Linked DNA regions of Xenopus laevis: region 1 is linked to region 2. The links are chromatin contacts, called in public Hi-C maps. All regions are on one chromosome and are shown on one strand. The core of a region is the stretch at or near the end of the contact, and the rest is flanking DNA. Distances in the headings are between cores, read along the strand shown. Region 1 holds the start of LOC121397788. Region 2 has its middle 14 kb from the start of sertad3.S.

Region 1 (5,094 bases), core at 97-2,596, 60 kb before region 2:
TAAAAAGGTATAAAAGTAGGGAAAAAGCTGGTAAGAGATCTCGGAGGAAACAAGGAAGGCGCCTCATGCATCACATTCAGACAGAACTCAGACCATTTTGATTAAAACATGTTATACTAGCAAGAAGTTGTAGCCTAAAAAAAGAAGTGAGTGGGGATAGCAAGAAAAGTACACCACCAGTTAAAACAGAGGTACAGGGAAGAAAATGGGCCCTGGTGGTGTGTTTAAAGAAAAACTATACCCCCCAAACAATGTAAGTCTCTATAAAAAGAAAAATTGCATAAAACAGTTCATATGTAAAACCCTGCTTCATGTAAATAAACCATTTTCATTATAATATACTTTTTTAGTAGTAAGTGCCATTGGGTAATCATAAATAGAAAATTGCCATTTTAAAAAATAAGGGCCGCCCCCTGAGATCCTACGATCACGGTGCACACAAACAAACCAAACATGTTAGGTCGCATAAGCCAATTAAAAAGTGTCGGACTGGCCCACAGGGAGACCAGGAAAACTCCCGGTGGGCCCAGGTGTCAGTGTGGGCCCTCATGCTGCTAAACATTTGGACTATTTCATGGTCATTTTTTATTTCTATGAGAAAAAAAGGCTTAATAGATGGAATAATAGATCATAGCATGTAAAAAAAAGAGACTAGGAGAATAGAGGTTGAGTGAAGAGAGGATAAAAATAGTCTTTTGCTTCCACACTTCTTCCTTTTACAGTTGCAGTATTTCTGGTCAGGTGATCTCTGGGGCAACACACAGACCATCACGAAATGGTGGTTCAAGGCAAGAGATGTAAAAGGACAATATTTACTTAAATATATATTCCAGTTTGGTAAGATTCTTTAACATGCCACTTAATTTGATATAAACTATTTGTTGTTTAAGTATTCATTTTGGAGGTATAGATTTCCTTTAAAGCAATATGCCTGACCGAAGAGACCAGTTACCACAGGAATAGTGCCTACAATGCAAGTTACCTAAGGGGCCTGCAATGGATAGCGGTTATGTACGAGGGTCCTCCTGTGAGAAGGTACTGGAGGCTGAAAATTCAATTATATCCATAGACCCTTCAGATGGGGTAATTGGCATTGGGTCTGCTGCCTCAGAGGCAAATTTTCTGGTTTAGAGCATGGAGTTGCCTATGAGCTGCTACTGTCAACACTGACAGCTCTGCATACACAGTTAAAACTCTTGTCCACTACACTATCTTTAGATGTACTGTGGATATTGATCACAAGATAAAATAATAAATTAATCTGTGTGTGGTTACTGTGAGTGGCCACACAAAATTAAATAGGGTATTTAACTCTTTTTGCAACGGTGGGATCATGTGATCGCTTCTGAGGAAGTGGGGAGAAGCCACGAAACGCGTCGAGTGTGTGATCCACAACGATGGGATATTTTGAATTTGACAAGGATTTTTAAAGATGGACTATTAAAGGTGATATTTTATTAACCATTTTCCTCCCTTGTTTGCTCCGTGTTTGGTTGGATATTTCTCTTATAATTCACCTTGTATTGCCACATATTTGAAAATACCTTATTAAATCTTAATCTTATTAAAGAGGGACGTTTTTTTATGTACAAACAAACCCTGCTTCTGTTTTTATCTTTAGCCTACTTAATTTGGAGTATATGAATTTGAGGAGCTGATTGGAGGGTTGGTTATATTTACATACACAAACAAATATACCGTAACACAGTATGATGTATTTCCTGCTGCTTGGGAGATAATGATGTTAATTTTCTGAGTTGCTAGGTGGCAGTGCTGGTTGTACAAGAACAGAAGAAAACATCTTTTATCCTCAGAGGGAGAGAGCGAGAAAAATCTCAGAGCAGCAAGAGCCTCTAACAGATTGATGGGGGATAGCACAAAGAATGGTGGCGGTGGGGGAAGCATGCTGAATGCGGTTTGAGCTCTAGTGCTTACTGCGATAAATATAAGCTAAACTTGGACGAATGTGGACCTTACTAGGGTCAGTAGAGACCCTTCCAAAAGCTACAACGAATTTCCCATGAAGGCTCAGACACCTTCTCCAGAATCCAGAGTAGATATGGAGACTGCCACTAATTTGGAGATCTCCCTGTCAAGGGATCCAGGGAGAGCGGTGGAAATACAAACCAAGAATAATAAAGAGGACGAGTCCCCAGAACTATGGGGCGAATATCAGGGGATATGGGGCAGAGGGAAAGAAATGGAGATGTGTTGGTGCAAGGGTGGGCTACAGGGATGCTGTGAAGGTAAGAGCAAACACACATTTATAATTACGGACTTATATCTGTGCACGTAGAGTCCGTTTTATACTTATATCCTTAACACAATCCATGTTATGGATTCCTTCTGATGTTATCTTTTGTGCCCATAAATGTGTATAAAATGTTTGTCATACACAAAAGTCTCTTGACATTTCATGTGCACCTTCGTTGTATTTTTTTTGTGTGTTCATCTGAGTGTGTGCATGTTTGCATCATGGATACATATACAGTAAATACACTTGTGTTTATCTGTCAAAAATGTCATATTCCCATTTTCATAAGTGTATGTTTGTTATGCAGATACATTAATAAAAGTGTGCATGTTTATGTGTGAAATACAGTATGTTCTATGTTGACGATTGTTTATTATGCTACATCCAGGCTAGTTTCACACCAATTTTTAATAAGCTGCCGTTGATTTCATAAACTGCTGAGAGTAACCCTGTAACAGACCTACTTCTTCAATCTCTTAATCCCAAGATTGCTATCAGCTATATTTAGATTTCTGCAGTGCACAAAGCTGCCCTGTGCATCACACTGCTTTGCATAAAAATAGGGATTTAACAGAAACATGGCCATCCTGCCTATGTTCATTGTGGGACTACAGGAGTACTGACTATACAGTTACACACTTAAAGGGATACTGTCATGGGAAAACATGTTTTTTTTTCAAAACACATCAGTTAATAATCCAACAGAATTCTGAACTGAAATCTGTTTCTCAAAAGAGCAAACAGATTTTTTTTATATTTAATTTTGAAATCTGACATAGGGCTAGACATATTGTCAGTTTCTCAGCTGCCCCCAGTCATGTGCTCTGATAAAATTCAGTCACTCTTTACTGCTGTACTGTAAATTGGAATGATATCAACCCTACCCCCCCCAGCAGCCTAACAACAGAACAATGGGCACAGAAACGTTAAGGTACACGTTTTCACACTGAATTCGGATCTGTGTGCGCTGACAGGTTGATCCAGTGCACACACATGCATTACAAGGTGTGGGTCAGAGCAGATCACTTTCCGCCAGTGAAAATTACCTGTATGCCATTAGTGTTCAGGAGGCCAGGAATCAGGAGTCTGCAATGCAATACAGACAAACAGGCATGGCTGAGTTGTTTGCAATAGATTAAATTATTAGGCTGTGTAAGCACACTAAGAAGTAATTTATAACTGTAGAACGATAAGAGATAAAAAATAAAACATATTTAAACAGTTACATAGTTAAAGAGCATGTGTTGGATAAAAATGTGTGTCCACAAGATGTGCAGGCTAACAGTACTCTAGAAAAGGGGAAACAATCCCTAGCCAGTGTTATGCCTCAAGTTGCTCATTAAAGGGCACCTGTTGACAATAAATATCCACAACCAAAGTTGCAGGCTAATAGAGCCCACACTCCAGTTGGGAGCAACAGTGTTTTTTTTTTATTGCCCCTCCAGAGATTGGACACTCGCACCAGGAGGGTGCTCCAGGTTCGAGCGGCTGTGTCAGTCAGACGTCATATGCATGCACATAATGATAAAGTTGCGGCATTTGCTCATTGTGTGCATGGGTGTGACTCAACATGGTCAACCGAAACGGGAGCTCCCGCACGGTATGAGTGGCCTAGTACTTAATTGCCTGCACCTTTGGTTGGGGATAATATTTTTTGGCAATAGATGGCATTTAAGCGCATGCCACAATCCTAGGTTATACCCATCTGTAAAATGAGCCAGCTGGAGCTCTCACTCATTATACGCATGTGTGTGCCCCAACAATTCTGTTTGCACCAGAGACTCAGTGCTCCCCAGACAATCATTTTCCCCTTCCAAAGTGCAGGCTTTTGTGAGCATTTCTGTTTTGTCCAATTGCCACTACACCCAACATGAAAGCAAAAAAGCCAGTTATAATTATTTCAGTTTTACTTCTCATCATTGTTTTTCAACACTCCCTTTGTCTCTATGTTTAACCTTATTCCTGTAAACATTAGGCCTAAGCAGCACCTTCCGGTGGCAAATCGAGGATGGAATATGCTATGAATGCTGGCATTTTTGCAATACACTAGTTGTATATCTGTGATAAGTTTTTTTTTCAATTGCATTGAACCATTGTGTAGTTTTCAAACATGCAGAAGTATTTGTCCATCTGTAACAGGTCCAGATTGAGAACTAAAATAGGCCCTGGCATTTCAGGTACACAGCCCCCACCAGCCCACTAAATACTGACTTTCTATGGCACCTTATAGCAGCCCCTCTGGCATTTGCCATAACCCACAGATTGCCAGTCCGGGCCTGATCTGTAATGAAGTATATTAATCATACTTTTATTATAGCCTTTCTCCATGGTAGAGTGAACAATTGTAGAATGTATTGACATTGTGCTAATATAGTTTACTTTTTTGCATCAGTCTGATGATAATATAATTCAGTACTGGTAGTTATATAAATTATATATCATTTAAAGATAGGTGGACCACATTAAGAACCACAAAGGAGTCAGAAGTAACACAGATGTCTGAACACAATGAACAATGGTGGTGTGAAGAAAGCACAAGGCCATATGAAAGATCAACAAAACATTCTACAGAAAAAGTAAGTCGGGAATAACCTACCTATATTCACCAGAATAATTTCTTCAATACCTGTGTTACTTGGGTAATGCTATAATGCTTATCACATAATAGGTTACCTTCTTAAGCTTTGACCCTCTCAGCATGCCTGCATATTGATAAATAAGTCAATGCTTTCATACGCTTCCCATAATCTTCTACGCTGCTGCATCACCAAACAAGTCCCTGGCAGGTTGTATCGTTTAAGCCAGGGGTCCCCAATCTTTTTTGCCCATGAACCACATTC
Region 2 (5,011 bases), core at 2,398-4,897:
CCAGTGAGCACCACGGAGCGATCCTCTTCCGGCTTCTTCTTGCTTCTCGCGGTTGCGCATGTGCATTAGAATGAAAAGCTGAACTTTAACTAAAAAGTCGGCTATTTCATTCTACTGTGCATGCGTCTGCCCCAAGAAATTTGAAGAAAGAAGAAGCCGGAAGAGGGCCGGCGAAGTTTTCTGCTGATAGGAGCACCGGCCGGAGTTTCAGGTCAGTAAATACATTCACTTGGGGGTGCCTTACATTTGGCACCTCCAAGTGTGAAACAACTTTCCTTCTCCTGTAGGCTTTCAGCTTTGCAGATATTGCTTCTCTAGCTATGAATTCAGCATAGATCAGAGCTATTTTTGTTGATGTCGTTTATAGTAGAGATTATGAACACATATTCCTCTTTGCTGCTGAAAGGGGCGTATTAGCAGAATAACCGGCCAGTTATTAATTTTCTTCTCCTGCTCTTGTATATCAGATATGATGACTGCTGGGCCAGGAGAGAATTTGTGACTTAGACTGAATGCCACATTAGTGAAGAGGAAGGGGAGTTGGAGGATGATGCATTAAAAGCCTACAGGGACTAGAGTGAAGGGAGAGATGGGGGAGGTGTTGGAGAGCAGGAGGTGGGGGCTGTAGGAGAGAAAGGCAGTGGGTGAGGGGAGGAGATACAGAATGTAAAAATTAGTTTTGTAAGAAATACAAGGAAATATATTCTAAAACAGAGCTGCCACAGCAGAGAGCAGATTATAGAGGGAATAAGCTCAAAGGCCAGTGTTGTGTTAATGGAAGAAATACATAAGCATTAAAAATGTCTGACTGAATAAGGGACAGAGTAGTTGGGACAGAGCGGGAATAGGATTTTCAGTACCAGTGAAAAGAAGAGAAAGAAAGAAATAAATGTGGGTTTGTCATGGGGGGGAGACATAATCTGGAGGCTGAAGGAATGAGAAAGAAAATGTCAGTGTTTGTATGTGGGTGTGAGATGATGGGAGAAAGCACAGGAGTGTGGGGCAAGGAAAGGGGAGGAATGGGAGATGGCGTATTAGCCTTGTATTCTCTTATACTTTCAAGGAGAACTAAATCCTAAAGAATAAATATTGCTAAAACTGCCATGTTTTATATACTAAACTAAACTAAAGTTTCAGCTTGTCAATAGCAGCAATGATCCAGGACTTCAAACTTGTCACAGGGGGTCACCATCTTGGAAAATGTCTGTGACACTCACATGCTCAGTGGGCTCTGAGCAGCAGTTGAGAAGCTAAGCTTAGGGGTCGTCTCAAGTTATCATGCAGAAAATGATGTTTGTCTGTAAGCTGAGGCTACAAGGCTGATTATTAAATTCTTATGCTAGTTGTACTGGTTTCTGTGCTGCCATGTAGTAATTATCTGTATTAATTAATTAATAATCAGCCTAATACAGTGACATTTCTATTCTATGTGTACTGTATATTGTGAGTGGGTCCCTAAGCTCAGTAAGTGACAGCAGCACAGAGCATGTGCAGTGGATCAGCAGAAAAGAAGATGGGGAGCTACTGGGGCATCTTTGGAGACACAGATCTTTACTGCTAAAGGGCTGTGGTTGACTTGGGTTGGTACAGAAACCCAAAACATAATGTACAACATTTCTAGCTACTTCTTTAGTTTAACTTTCCTTGTCCTTTGGGACCGATGAAGAAAAACAAGGCTGACCATCCAGAGAATAATGCTTCATTTTCATGTGAATCTATAAAAAAACAATACTTTACACTGAATATCAAAATCTCTATGCCCTTTACCTCTTCAAAACAATAGTCCACTATGAATTTGAGTGACTTGCCATACATTGGTGAAGCTCTTTTATATCCTGCAAAAGAAAATACTAGATTCCAAAACATGGATGAGGCAATGCATTCACAGGGTAGGATCAGGTATATGTGCTGTTAGGGAAGTAAGAATGCTATCAGCAGACATAGTCATAAAGTCATTTACGTTTCAGAAAACAATGTGCCAGCAATAGGACTTTCTTTAGTCCCTAAATTGCTATAGGTGTCTGTGCTCTGTTTGGGAGCACAGTATCCATAAGGATGGAGGGGGGAAGCATGTAGGCACCATCCACCCTCCCACCTGCTTTTCATTTAAATGCATAAGTTAGGGTGCAGCAGACAATGCAAGCCATAATGGTGCCATGTTTTTGGCAGTAAGAATAGGGCAGACTTGCACCACCTGTGCACCTTGACCTGGACTTTGTTTATGTATGACGCGGTGCAGAATGAAGACAGACTGATGGGGCCAGAGCTGCCTCAATGAGCACTAAGGGGCATGCTCTTATTTGGTTATAGCATGTTAATCATCATGTATCATGGACTTTACCATAGTCGACTCAGTAGGGGCTATTTAGTTCAGGAATCCCCAATCTTTTGAACCCGTGAGCAACATTCACAAGTAAAAGGAGTTGGGGAGCAACACAAGCATGAAAAAATGTTCTTGGGGTGCCAAATAAGTGCTGTGATTGGCCATTTTAACCTGCGCCACAAAGAAGCGCAGGAAGGAATGCAGATGATTAATTTAAAGGGGACCTGTTACCCAGACATAAAAAGCTGTATTATAAAAGTCCTTTTCAAATTAAATATGAAATCCAAATTCTTTTTTTTTATTAAAGTATTCATAGCTGTTGCAAATTCATTTAAAATTCTCAGCTTTAAATCAGATATTGCCTGCCCATCCTCTATGCCTTAGGGATAGGGGCGGGGCAAGCAATTACTTTCACTTTCCATTCAGCTAGATGTTACCGCACTCCCCATATTCTTCCCCTCTCTCTTCTCCATTTAATTGTGTAACCAGTGTATGGGGATGGCCATCAGCTCCCCCATTCTGGTGCACAAACTATATTTTGAGATGATGGAAGACTTGTCTTAATAACAGTGTCCACAAAAATGCTCCTGCCTGCTTGCTATAATTATGAATTCCCAGACTGAAAATAAAACAATATTCAAATAATTTATATAGTGTAATTAAAGTTCATTTTGCTTGACTAACGTGATAAAATAGGATTTGGAATATTTCTTTTGGGTGACAGGTCCCTTTTAAAGGGGCACGTACTGACACAGGCACATGAATGCGCCAAATGCAGGTGGAACGCAATTCGGCAATTACATGTGCCTGTGTCAGTACGTGCCCATTAAGGAATGGTTGACTGCGTTCCTTCCTGCTCTTTTGTAGCTGAGTGCTTTAAAAGGAAATGCAGGGGAGTGCAGGTTAAAGCTCTCATCTGGACCAGTCCTAAGGGCTTTGGCACACTGGTCATATTGGTTACTTTCGCCAGCAAAGAACTCAAAAATAAATGTCTGACAGCTCTGGCACTGTTGCTTTTCAGCCAGAAAATGCTCAGTATCAGTGGTGTTCCTTGTTTCCTAGCCACAGGTGCTTCTACATTCACAAGAATACACCTTGGGTGCCATAAAACTTGGGGCAAAGGCATATAGATCTTAGGCTCCTCTGCTCTCAGACTGAGTATTTTTTTCAGGCTGAGAGATGGGATGCGCTCTGTGCCTCAACTCGATTCATTTTAATAAGATCTGCTAGCATGCAGTCACACAGAGCAGTACAGAGATCAACCCATAAACTAGATATTTCCGGGCCGAGCTCTGCTGCATGTGACTGCACACAAATGGAAACAGTTCAGATGAATGCAGCTGGGGGCACACAGCGTATCCACTACTTCTCTCAGCCTGCAAAAAACATGCAAGCCGAGAGCAGCAGAGCCTATGCTCCATGCATCCTTGCCCTTAAAAAAGAAAGATAGAGAGTGCCTGTAAACCTGATCCCTGTGAGTAACTTTATACAGTATTCCCTTTAACTCAGCAGATAGGTAGCAGATAGGTAGTAGGAGATTAACCAACCTACTATTATATTTTTGGAATGTATGTAGCTTGGAACTTCCATGGATATGTGATAAATATATACAGTTTCAACGATTAACTCTAATCTACAATCTTTTTAGTCAAGTACAGTGGCAGCCAAGTTTTTTTTTTTTTATCAGATGAGGGGTTTTGTTTTCTCCTAATATATTCGAAGAAAAAAAAAGGGACATAACCGATTGTTCACAAAACCACAGGTGTTATATTTAAATAAACGTAAATGTGGCATTCACATGTGGAAAATAAGTGCACTGCTACATTTATCACTTGCTCAAATACTGACCTAAAATTAGAATCTGGTGAAGCAGATCAGGTGCAAATGAATAGAACATTGTTGTGCTTGGAGGAACCTGTCTTATTTAAACCTTGTCTAAACCTGTATTATATAAATTCGAATGTTTCTGATTTTTTCAATAAAAAACGTCTGACCATTTAAGAATCCACGATTTACCCTTTTTTTATCACAAAAACTGCAATTTTTTTTGATTGTTGCGCGAAACATCTGAATTTTTGGGGTTTGCTGTCGAAAAAGTCAGAATTTTTGGTGAAATCGGTGGAAAGGCCCGAAATGTTCTGATTATCATACGAAACCCAGCGCAGACAATAATATCTTCAAATTGCAAATAGGACCTCTGCCATTGCCCATTGACTTCTACAGGGCCTCAACAGGTTGAAGACTGAGTATTTTCGAATTTGAACTTTTTGCAGCCTCGGGGTATAATAAATCTCGAAAAGTTTTTGTTTCTTTTTTCACAAAAAAATCGGATTTTATGGAATTTTTCAAGTTTTTACCATTCAGACTCCTCAACAAGTGGAGAAAAATGAAACAACACCAACAAACTCCAATTACCACATGCCAGCAACACACAACCGGCTGTTTACATAAACTATTATAGAGTTTCTGAAGCAAATACACTTGCAGTACAAACTGTATATTATATCTTCATTACTTTAATACATTTAAATTTTTTGGTGTTTCTGTTTTTTTAAATCCTTCATGGATGATTCAGTATTTATGTATATATATATATATATATATATATATATATATATATATATATATACATATATATATAGACATATATAAGAGTCCTCTGCACTCAACCCATTATCAATATATTTA

Evidence for each region. Hi-C and Micro-C count contacts between places; a contact is called where the count stands out from the background.
Region 1: a contact with region 2 is called in a Hi-C map of the XL177 cell line, with 3 times the contacts expected there. The contact joins the promoter of LOC121397788 here to the enhancer-like site in region 2. A contact is called at or near these places in 2 of 4 Hi-C or Micro-C datasets (the XL177 cell line and the XTC cell line).

Annotation. Positions count from the first base shown.
Region 1 is chr8S:84,380,670-84,385,763 of Xenopus_laevis_v10.1, reverse strand. LOC121397788 reads left to right here and starts at 1,346. Exons shown (of 7, transcript XM_041575303.1): 1 at 1,346-1,446; 2 at 1,765-2,246; 3 at 4,703-4,830. The coding sequence starts at 2,021.
Region 2 is chr8S:84,322,792-84,327,802 of Xenopus_laevis_v10.1, reverse strand. No RefSeq gene overlaps it. Among protein-coding and RNA genes, the nearest start is that of sertad3.S, 14 kb to the left of the region's middle. Within about 2 kb of position 3,647, at least 1 of the 7 cell types and tissues checked has an H3K27ac peak or open chromatin away from gene starts, as enhancers often do.